3 separate regions of the Mus musculus genome follow, and all the other regions are linked to region 2. Evidence: chromatin contacts called from public Hi-C and HiChIP or PLAC-seq data. All regions are on one chromosome and are shown on one strand. The core of a region is the stretch at or near the end of the contact, and the rest is flanking DNA. Distances in the headings are between cores, read along the strand shown. Region 1 overlaps Hydin (HYDIN, axonemal central pair apparatus protein). Region 2 holds the start of Calb2 (calbindin 2). Region 3 overlaps Hydin (HYDIN, axonemal central pair apparatus protein).

Region 1 (3,571 bases), core at 417-2,916, 350 kb before region 2:
GAAAAACCAAAAACCCAAAAAACCAAAAAACCAAAAAAAAAAAAAAAAAAAAAAAAAAGGAGGGCAAGGACCATGGATTTAACCCCTGAATTGAATAAGAGGGAGAGGGATGGGAACCAGTGCACATGTATAGATGGGTAGAGTGATCAGCTCAGAATCTGTCTCCAATTCATTTGGGTCTTGTCATGTTGAGCAGTGCAGGGTTGTGTGTGCTTTTGTGTGAGCTCGTGCACATGTATACATGTGGTATACAGGTTCTGATTTCTACTCTGACTTCTTTTAGGGTTACTGTTTACTGAGAGAGAGAGAGAGAGAGAGAGAGAGAGAGAGAGAGAGAGAGAGAGCTAGAGTCAGAACTGGGATTTTCTGCTGTCCCCAAAACATTCTAAAAGTCTTTACTTCTAGATTGATAGAAGGAAAACAAGCAAAACTTACCATGATGCCCTATTTTTAACAAATACGAGCATCGGTGTAAAGAATGTCATAGCTCTCAGGGAAGAGGGTTAAAGGCTGGGGCTCCCAAAGAAAACGAGCCAGGGGCTCCAGCTCACAAGGTACTATGAACACAAAACGCACTTATAGGGGAGGTGCAGATAAAAGACCTTGTTGGGCACCAGTTTAGCCCCTGAGATGCTCCGTCCACCTGTAGGTGTCTTCTCCAGGGCGGACATTGCTCCATTCACCTGTCCCATCTATATTCTGGTCTCCATTCCTGTTAGGAGCTAAATCTTTACTTAACCTGCATTCCTAATTTAATGCTCGGCTTTCTTTTTATGAAGTTCTATGAGCCTGTTGTATCTCCTCTCTATAAGGATCTTCAGCTATCTCTGTCCACCTTAGATACCTACTATGAAACACCTGGTGCCTAGGCAGCGTGATTCCAAGACTGAGGGTCTGAAGACCCTCAGATCTTCCCGTTCCCCCTCCATGTCCTCTAATTCTTTCTTTACTTTGGCTGGCCTCCTCTTACTGACGCCACCTGAACTGCCTTGTACCTAGTTCTGAGCATACCCTTCCTCTGCTCCAACGACAACTTCTTGTTTCTCTGTCTCTGAATGAGGCCTGCCAGGGGCCACTTGGGGGAACTAGTAAAACTGTGAACTTGAGGTTCTAGTCTTAGTTGGGCCGTCGGCATTCTCAACTCTCTCTTTATGCAGCACCAGTTTCGGGTCCCGTTGTGACAGTGGAGATATTTGTGTTCTACCAGTCCCCTGTAGGGAAGGCAGCCTCTAACCCCAAACTCCTCACTGCCTCCTATAAAAGACCATACCTCCTATACACATACATACAAGAGTGATAGGGTAAGATTTCCCCAACTTCCACCCTCCATCTCACATCTCCTATCCTTAGCTGTATCTTTTTCTTCTTTTGAACCTTTATGGATCCCAGAGGGAGTTATCTTTTAACTGATCAACCCTTTTCCTTTTCTCTTGGGATCTCATCTCTTCCTGTGTGGACCTTACATTTTGCAAGAGTACCATCCACCCATGCTTCCTGCTCTTTAAGAAGACGATAATATGGTCTATTCTGAGCAGAACACGTGGCTTGGGAACATAGACGTTACCATGGGTGACAAGTCCCCTGGGGCTGCATTCATTTCAGGCCTGCTTCCTACTTTTGCCTTTGTTTCTCTCCCAGTGACCACACACTTGACCTTGGGCGTGGTCCCTGGCAAGTCCTTCCAGCCCTTCCGCTCACATCTCAAGGGCTGATACTCACTGGCCCTCACTCTCTACCCACTGCTCATTCCTTGATTTCATTGGATGTCTCTGCCTTTAGCACGGCGTTTTTGCCAAGATGGCAGTTTACATTCCCCAGCATGTGGCTGGGGCCAAATGACTTCTTTATGACCTACACCGACTTTCCCTACAGCCCAGCACCACTTATTTTAATAGGACAATCCTTTATGTTCCTCTTGTACTGTTTGAGTCATAGGAGATTATTATTATTATTATTATGAGATTCTAAAAGGTTCAACCGAATTTCTCTTGTGGCTATCTCCTGTCACCGTTTTGCTCCAGGCAATTTGTGAGCATGATCGGCTTCCTCGTCGACTCGCCACTACTGCGGCTTGAGTGGGAGACCTTCCTTTTGTCACTGTCATCCCTCTGGGATCCAGTGCGGTGCCAGTAATAGAATAGTGCTTACTGGGTACCAGGTGGCTGTGTACTAGTTTCTGAAGGAGTGGTGTAGGGCAGCCACGGGGTGCTGGCCTGGCCGCAGGATGCTGTGAAGGGGGAGGAAGGATTCCCAACCCTCTTTCCAGGGATCCCTGCGTACCTGTACCTGCGGTGTTTCGGATTGGTGCTGGTGATGCTGCTTCTGAGACCCAGTAAAGTGGCTGTCCGCCTTGCCTTTGGGGAGCATCACACTCCCGCGCACGGTCTTCGGAACTTTGTATTCCTGGGTTATTAGAGTGAGCTCTGAGGTAAACCTGCCCAAGTTCTCAGTGCTTAGTCGTGCTGGTACCACAGTATTTTGGGTCATTGAAGACTCATGAGCTGCTGGAAGAAGGTGGGGTTTCAGTAAAAGTCACCATATGAAGGAAAGGACAGTGGGGGACAATACACTGCAGCCTATGTTACTCTCTTACAGAATACTGAGCAATCTTCATATACAGCTGACTGACCTGGGCGGGAAGAAGAGGCTCCACCCACTGAGTATCAGAGGATGGCTCCCCTGGGGTCCTGAGCTCTTTTGTGCCTGCATCAGTTACTTTTAATTTTTAATAGTTGTGATAAAATACTATGACCAAAGGCAATTTTATAGACTTTTAGTTTTTATTTTGGTCCCTACCAACTGGGACCAAATATTCAAATATTTGAGCTGTGTGTGTGTGTGTGTGTGTGTGTGTGTGTGTGTGTGTTAGGTCATTTCTCATTCAAACTACCATATTGCCCATCTTTTCTATAGCTCTTATAACCGTCTGTGCCCATTTTCTTTCTTGGCCCAGAAGCCAAGGGTTTCTTAAGTTGCGTGTGCACTAAGGCCTTGCCTTGACAATCTGACCCTTAACCTTCTGAGCTTTTGGGCAGTGGTAAGGTCGAGGAGCAGATAGGGCAGAGTTTTTTCTGCCCTCAGCAGAACCAACTCTAATGAAGAATGAATTAAACAAGAAGTATGTGGTTATTAGCAAATGGGACCTTCACTCATGCAGTTATTTTCTCCGTTTTGTTCCTGATTCTCCTTCCAAGCAGACTGCTACCTTCTCAGCTCCCTCTTGAAATAACCCACTTTCTAAAATTTCAGTTAAAATCTACTTAGATAAGCACTTGCTAGAGTGCCTTTGTGCCAGCCCTGAGCCTCAGAGTCGTCTTATGGCCCCCTTGCTTGACATATTTGCCCTGTCTCATTGTGCCCCCTGGGATTCTGACTTCAAAGATGGGCTGGGCACCCCTGAAGGAGACCAGGGGTGGAGGACACATTCTTTGTCTCATAAGCCAAGCAACATCAGTGGTCCTCTAGGTCTCGGGGAGACTCGGCCTCAATGCTCCTGCCAATCATCTCAGCGTATAACTCTCCAGGGCTCCCTCATAGCTACAGTTCCCCGCTGGCTTATCGTTTCCTGCAA
Region 2 (3,554 bases), core at 392-2,891:
CCTCCCTCTTTTTCACTTCCTGGCCACAAGATAAGGAGCCTTCTCCCCCCCACAGGCCCCCACCATGACATTCTGCCTATGACAGCTCCCTTGAACAATGAACCAAATTTGCCCACAGACTGAAACCTCTAATAAACATTTTTACTCCTTGAACTCGACCTCCTCTGGTATTTTACCATGGCGATGGAAAGCTGACCAGTGCTCCCTCTGATCAAGGAATCCTTTCCAAGCTCACCAGAGAGCACAAGCATAAAGGACAGGAACACAGACTCATGTAATCCCCAGAACAATCCAAGATGTCAATACCCACACACCCATTTTACAGACTCGGAAAGCCAAGGCACAGACAGGCTGTGTAAGCCAAACAACGTTGTGGAGGTTTTGTTGTTGTTTGTTTAGGAACTAGACCCGAGGAGTTTGATTCTATTGCAACTGTTCTTTAGGACTGAGCCTTCTTGCCTTCTCGAAGGCAAGACTCAGGCTGGGGGACTCTAGCTTAGTAATTTCTCAGCCCTGGCAGCAAGGAATGCTGGGTTACAGAAGCCCCAACAGTTAGCCTATTTTGCTGCGTCTTTCCCAGTCTGTTCTTGTAAACAACCTCAAACTGTGTGCCTGGGCAACACACCAGCAGTTTTGAAACTTGGGCTCCATGTTGCCCTTTGAGGTTAGCTCCGAGCTACCTCAACCTGACCCCAGGAAACAGCCTGCTCTTCTCCGCTCCCCCCCCTCCCCCCCACCCCACCCCGGGTTCTCCTCTCCCCTAGCGACCTGCTTTAGATTCTCACCTCCTTCTCTTTTGCTCTCCCTTCGAAGGCAGCTCAGCTAACACTCATTAGCACATGTTAATGAGCAGCAATTCAAGTCTCTGTCCTTCTTTTTAGGGGCAGGGTGCTTGCTGTTGCTCTGAAGGTAAGGTGTCCAAGAAGCAAGCACACACTGCAGACCTTTAGAGTAGGGAGGATATGGGACGGAGGCTGGCTCTCTGATTGAGGAGACCCCACGGTGTGCTGTGCTTGCTGTCTGTTTTCTTTAACAGAAGTTCAGCACATCTTTGGGTCAGAGTTTACCGCCATCTACCTACGGGACTACGGGAGGCTCCAGTCTGCTACTACCTGGATAAAGGTCTAAAAGTCTGCAGGATGTGACAGATACCGGAGGGAAGTGGGTTACTGAACAGTGGAGTAGTTCCTCCATTCCCATCTGAATCCTCATTGCACCTTGTCGATTCCAGTTGTCCACCTACGGTAAAACCTTGAGAACCCTGCTTTCCTGCAATCCTGGTACCCCTCGAGGGAGTCACAGGACAGGAAGAGTTCTGGGCTCAAATCTTAGCTTTGCTACTTGTTAATAATGCTATTGCTGCGACTAGAAACTGGGTGTGCTCAAGATGGACAGAGGGAAGGGAAGGCAGGAGCTGCCTCTCCCCATTTCCAGCTAAATACCTGCGGTGTCCCCGGAGGGCACCCAGAAGTCTCATTGAACACTCTCTCCCGGTCCCCAGGAACCCTGGCAGAGAAGAGCCCCCGCCCGTGCAGCGCCGCGCCCTGCGCGATTCCCTGAGTGTGCGCGCCCCCTTCCGGCGGCCCGACGCGGCGCAGCTCCGGGCTGCATATAAAGGCAGCGTGGCGCGCAGCCCCAGCGCGAGAACCAGAGCCAAGCGGCACCGAGTGACAGCGCGCTGAGAGAGAGGCTTAAGATCTCCGGAGCGGCTCGCCATGGCTGGCCCGCAGCAGCAGCCCCCTTACCTGCACCTGGCCGAGCTGACTGCATCCCAGTTCCTGGAAATCTGGAAGCACTTTGATGCTGACGGTCAGTAAAGCTCCCAACTTCTGGGCCCCTTGACCCTCGGGGACCTGAGCTTGGCAAAGGGGTCAGGGGCATGGCTCAATGCGGGTAGGTATGCTTCGCCCCCAAGTGGTTTGTTCTGTGGCAGAGCCTGCTGGGGTCTTGAGTTCGGGGAAATGCCCGGCTGCCCTGGTGGCAACTGTCAGTAAGTTTTCCCAATGCAGGGTGGCCAGGGCCCAGGTTCTGAGCAAGTCTGAGCGTTCCCAGAGAGGAGGCCTAGGCAAAAAAAGGCTCCCATGACACATTCCCCTGCCTCCTTCCTCACCTTTTCCTTCAAGCTAACGCCCTGCTTCCAGTCCCGTAGCCACAGGTCTCCAAACCTCACTCTCCCTTCTTGCTTCTTACCCCCATCACCAGTTTCAGAGGCTCGAGAAAGCTGAGCGTCCTGAAGGGAACCTGGGGGGAGGGGGCGGCTCCCCTAGCCTGGTTGGCCAGGAGCAGGAGTAGAGGATGCATTGGGGGCTTTTTTTTTTTTTTAAACAAACCAAGGCTTTCTTTATCTATTTTTTTTTAAAACCCTACCAGTATGTGGGTTTCCCAACTACAGCAGCAGCGGATGTGGTGGGAGGGTCCTGGTATTAGCCCCCAGCCTGCTACCTGGTAATATAGATTCCTGGGTACCCTGTGAGTCTGTAGATGGGGGTGGAGGGGAGTGGTGTCACACTCCAGTGACCAACACTCCACTACATGGTCTTGACAATGACCAACCCAAAAAGTGAGGTCCAGGTGAATGGTTTTGGAGGTGGCTTCCAGACCTGGGATTCTAAGTGTCTACAGTCTTATCTGACTCAAATATAAAAGAGCACACACACCACCCCGTCCCTCACCTCTCCTCTGTTCCCACCCCCCAGCTTCTGATATTGCCCGAGACTTTTCTATCACTCAAGAAAAGAAAAGGAAAAAAAAAATTCAATTCACCCTCCAACGCCTGGCTAAGATGAACACCCAGAATGCACTGGCATCTCAGACCTGTTGGCAGGGTGGTGGCTCAGTGGCCCTGTTTATCCCGGGACTGAGAGGGAGGGGGCAGGGAATAGTCTTATCGGTTAGCAACTCCCTACATTCTCTCCTTCCTCTCCGAATCCCCTTGGTAAGGTATGAAAGTGGGTGCACAGAGGTCCTCTGCTCCCAGTGTCTGCCTTGGCAAGGAAAGGGTTAGTGTCTGAGGATGCCAGTGGGTGAAGTTTCCTTGGAGGCAACTGAGAAAGCTGGAGGGGTTGAGGACTAGGTATCTGGATACTGGGGGGTGGGGGTGGGTGGGGGGGATGGTGATCTGCCCGAGAACTACTGATACTGAAGGTGGTGCCTCAGTTTCTCAGTCTGAAAAATGGGGCCAAGGAGAGGCTGCCTTTCCACTTCCCTGCTTCTGGTGCCCAGCTCCCTGATGGAAGGGGCTCTGACAGCAGCCTCACGGCCTCTCATCACTGCGTTGCACACGGGACATGCTTTGGCCAGTGTATCTGCACCAGAGACTTGGCGCGAGGCAAGGAAAGTTACCAAGCTGTCAGGGTTATACCACTGGCCTCCTGCTACATGAGTCAGCTAGAAACAGCCGACTCCACGTCTACTTTTCCCTGGGGGCCATCAGTGATCCTTTCAGTCATTATGAAAACCTTATATTTAGTCTGTTCTGAGATACCGAGTTTTCTAAAAGAAAAACAAACAATTGCACCCTTTTGGTCCCACCCTGAGATGCTTCCTGGCAGAGT
Region 3 (3,694 bases), core at 126-2,625, 370 kb before region 2:
CCTCAGTAAAACAGGGCTCCTGGGCGAGAATTACACAAAGGACAAGCTACAGAAAGCCCCTCGCTCCAGCAGGGAGTCACCTTTTCTAGTTTGCTCCCCTGAGGTGCGTTTATGTGAGACCTAAACTGCACAGGGAAGTTCAGTGGCTATGAGAAAATTAGGGAGGTTCGTGTAACGGGAAGACACATCCTAGAGTAAAAGTGCTTTCAATCTGCTTAATTGTTAACTATGCAGACTCACTTGCCAGAAGAATACCTTTTCTCTCTATCTTTTAACTTCATGTTTATTCTGTTTTAGTCTGGAGATACCCAGTGGTGTCATGCCAAATATGTTGCCCTTATTTCAAGCACGCGCATGCATACGCACACTTGGAGGAATCACCTTTACCCGCTGAGCATTCTCTTTGGTCCCCATCTTGTTCAAAGTGATTTGGGGTGTGTGTGGAGTGACTCAAAAACACACTTTCCAACCTTTTCTTTCAAAAATAAAATACACTTACTTGGGGTCTCTGCAGATGTATGGGTAGGTGCAGACTCCGCGGCAGTAGAGCTGGTATTGGCGGCGGGTCCCAAGGAGCTCGAAATTAAACGTCTGGTCATAGTTGCCAACATCTAGAGAGGAGAAGTGCACTCTCAAGGTTACCTCTCCGTTTGGAGGCACAATCCACCGGAAGTGATTCAGCCTGAAAGGACCGTAGAGACATTTAAAGTAACCGTGTGAAGAGGACAGGAGAACTGCTTGGGACAGGTACTGCACAGCTGGGGTTAGGTATGGCAGGCTATAAGCCCCCTCCCTCACTATAACCCTGCACTTCTCTGGTGTACTTGACAGCTGTGCTCCCAACTTGGGGCTTCATCCTCCCTCTCCCTTGTTCCTGCAAGGCCTACCTGATGAACTTCTCCTGGGAGTGTTCTCCATCAAAGCTGTTCTGGTCTATGTCAGACATCGGAACAATGCTCCCCGATGTTCCCCCAGGGAGGCCTTTCCTGCTGGAGTAAGTGCGTCGTTTTTCCTTCTGAGTTTCCCGCACTTGCTCTGGTTTGTCTTTCAATTTCTGTTTGCTTCCCTTAGGTGGAGAGGGTTGTTCCTCTTGAGCCTGAATTCAAAACGGGCACAAAGGCTTAAATACTTCGGGCACACAGTAAAGACAGAGGTGCTTAGGGCATGTCTGCAGTCTGGTTGGTGAGCAATGGTCGTAGGAAAGGGTAGGGCCAGCAGTTTCCTGAGTTAGTGACAAGATCAGTGATTCTATGGGTACTCTGTTCCCTCAAGGAGGAAGCAGAAATGCTACAGCAATTGCGGGGAGAGAGAGAGCATATGGGATGAGTTTCAGCTCCTGGCAGGGTCCCACCATAGACAGCTGGGCATTCAACTTCCTTGGCATTGCCTGGGCCAGGTTTTCCGGCCACCTGCCACATGATGGCTAACATTTTACTGGTACAGTCCACTCCCCATCATTTCCTTTCGCCTTCTCTTTGTTCTAAGGACTCAAAAGGGACTCAAAAGAATCTCTTACTATTTTGGGAAGGAGCACAAATACACACACACACACACACACACACACACACACACACCAAGGTTATAAGCTAGTTTGAGTTGAAGAAAGAAATTAAGAAGACACTAGGAAGACTTCTCATGCTCGTAGACTGTCAGAATTAATATTGTGACAATAGGCCACACTACCAAGAGCTATCTTTGGATTTAATGCAACCCCTCTCGAAACTCTGAGGACAATAGTCACACGATAGAAGGACAATCCTAAGTTTATATGGAAGCACAAAGATCCTGGTTTGCCAAAGCATTCATGAGGAAAAAGAGCAACGCTGCTGGTCAGTTAAACTAGAGAGCGTGGTAACCAACCCATGTGACTCCATCACCTAACCTTGTCAAATATATAATGTAAGTTAAAACATCAATTGAGGGCTGGAGAGATGGCTCAATGGTTAAGAGCACGGACTGCTCTTCCAGAGATCCTGAGTTTAATTCCCAGCCACCACATGGTGGCTCACAGCTATCTGTAATGGGATCCGATGCCTTCTTCTGGCGTGTCTGAAGACAGCTACAGTGTACTCACATAAATGAAATAAATAAATCTAAAAAAAAAAAAAAGACCATCTATTGAGGGGAGACGGTGTCTTTACCAGACAGTGCTAAAAACCCCTGGGTGCCCACGTGTAAAGGGATGAGACTACACCCATCTTTTTCATCAAAGCAATTCAAAATGAATTAAGAACCTCAATGCAAGAATTGAAATTCTGAAAGAGAGAAAGGGAAGGACAGACAGAACACTTTAAGATACCGACATAGGCAGGGGTGGAAAGAGACTCTAACAGCTCAGGAAATCATTTCAAGAACTAACAACTGGACTGCCTGAAACTCAGGAGCGCTTGTTCAGCACAGGAAGCCATGAGCAGAGTGAAGACAGCTCATGGGACAAGAGGAAACTTTTTTTTTTTTGCCAGCTATGTATCTGACAATGGATTACTATCTAGAGTAGATGAAAAACCCAGAAATTAAAACACCTCCCACCAAACTCCAACCAATAAACAAGCAAATGAAATGGAAGTTACTTCTCAAAAGACCAAGTACAAATGATCAATAGATGCGGTAAAAAACAAAACAAAACAACAACCTCTTGTACTGGCTAGTTTTGTGTCAACTTGACACAGCTGGAGTTATCACAGAGAAAGGAGCTTCAGTTGGGGAAGTGCCTCTATGAGATCCAACTGTAAGGCATTTTCTCAATTAGTGATCAAGGGGGAAAGGCCCCTTGTGGGTGGGACCATCTCTAGGCTGGTAGTCTTGGGTTCTATAAGACAGCAAGCTGAGCAAGCCAGGGGAAGTAAGCCAGTAAACAACATCCCTCCGTGGCTTCTGCATCAGCTCCTGCTTTCTGACCTGCTTGAGTTCCAGTCCTGACTTCCTTGGTGATGAACAGCAGTATGGAAGTGTAAGCCAAATAAACCCTTGCCTCCCCAACTTGCTTCTTGGTCATGATGTTTGTGCAGGAATAGAAACCCCGACTAAGCCACCTCTTATCAGGGAGATTCATTAAAACTACACAGCTGTCAGAAATGCAAACTATTGCAGCCATCACGGAAATCAGCATGGATGTTCCTCAACACAAACAAACAAACACACACACACAAACAACATAAAAAGCCACTACCCTATGATCCCACTCTACCACTCCTGGGAATGTACTCAAAGGAAGCTTATGTCAACACACCACAGAGGTACTTGCTCATGTATGTTTATTGTGGCTCTATTCACAACAGCCAAGCTGTGTGTAGTCAGCCTAGGTGTTCAGCAACAGATGAACGGGAAAAGAAAATCACACATGCTCACATGCACACGCACGCACACACAGAGTCTCATTCAGCTATAAAAATGAGTGAAATTGTGTCACTTTCAGGAAAATGAATGGAATCGATTAGAAACCATTATGTGGAAAAAACCAGAACCAGAAAAACAAATACCTCACCCTTTCTCTCGTGTATAGAAACTATGCTGTATGTATGCATTATCAACACACACACACACACACACACACACACACACACACACACACACACACATGGTATGGAAATGGGAAGGGAACTATTTGGGAGAGGAGGGGGATTAGTGGGAGAGGGCAGGAGGGACCATCGGGACCATGGTCAGAGCACACAATGCAACTGGACAGACGCTCACG

Evidence for each region. Hi-C and Micro-C count contacts between places; a contact is called where the count stands out from the background. HiChIP or PLAC-seq counts read pairs in DNA pulled down with a chosen protein or histone mark.
Region 1: a contact with region 2 is called in an H3K27ac HiChIP or PLAC-seq map of embryonic stem cells, with 3 times the contacts expected there. The contact joins the enhancer-like site here to the promoter of Calb2 in region 2. A contact is called at or near these places in 15 of 39 promoter capture datasets (the 3T3-L1 cell line, 3T3-L1-derived adipocytes, the C10 cell line and 11 more), 1 of 484 Hi-C or Micro-C datasets (brain), 8 of 115 datasets of contacts at active chromatin or transcription factors (embryonic basal ganglia, embryonic midbrain, embryonic stem cells and 1 more) and 1 of 9 other capture datasets (embryonic stem cells).
Region 3: a Hi-C map of cerebellar granule neurons shows a contact between it and region 2, with 1.6 times the contacts expected there. The contact joins the enhancer-like site here to the promoter of Calb2 in region 2. A contact is called at or near these places in 11 of 39 promoter capture datasets (3T3-L1-derived adipocytes, the C10 cell line, HPC-7-derived erythroid cells and 6 more), 2 of 15 datasets of contacts at CTCF or cohesin (embryonic stem cells and stem cell-derived epiblast-like cells), 8 of 484 Hi-C or Micro-C datasets (brain, cerebellar granule neurons, embryonic stem cells and 1 more), 5 of 115 datasets of contacts at active chromatin or transcription factors (VIP interneurons, bone marrow-derived dendritic cells, embryonic basal ganglia and 2 more) and 1 of 9 other capture datasets (embryonic stem cells).

Annotation. Positions count from the first base shown.
Region 1 is chr8:110,518,011-110,521,581 of GRCm38.p6, reverse strand. It overlaps Hydin (HYDIN, axonemal central pair apparatus protein), which reads right to left. Exons shown (of 87, transcript NM_172916.2): 42 at 2,281-2,501. Among named protein-coding and RNA genes, the nearest start is that of Gm21283, 17 kb to the right of the region's middle. Within about 2 kb of position 1,666, at least 8 of the 459 cell types and tissues checked have an H3K27ac peak or open chromatin away from gene starts, as enhancers often do. A contact at or near this core is called in embryonic stem cells, where this site is marked.
Region 2 is chr8:110,166,299-110,169,852 of GRCm38.p6, reverse strand. It overlaps Calb2 (calbindin 2), which reads left to right and starts at 1,641. Exons shown (of 11, transcript NM_007586.2): 1 at 1,641-1,809. The coding sequence starts at 1,716.
Region 3 is chr8:110,535,707-110,539,400 of GRCm38.p6, reverse strand. It overlaps Hydin (HYDIN, axonemal central pair apparatus protein), which reads right to left. Exons shown (of 87, transcript NM_172916.2): 49 at 888-1,096; 50 at 500-682. Among named protein-coding and RNA genes, the nearest start is that of Gm21283, 35 kb to the right of the region's middle. Within about 2 kb of position 1,375, at least 4 of the 459 cell types and tissues checked have an H3K27ac peak or open chromatin away from gene starts, as enhancers often do. A contact at or near this core is called in cerebellar granule neurons, where this site is marked.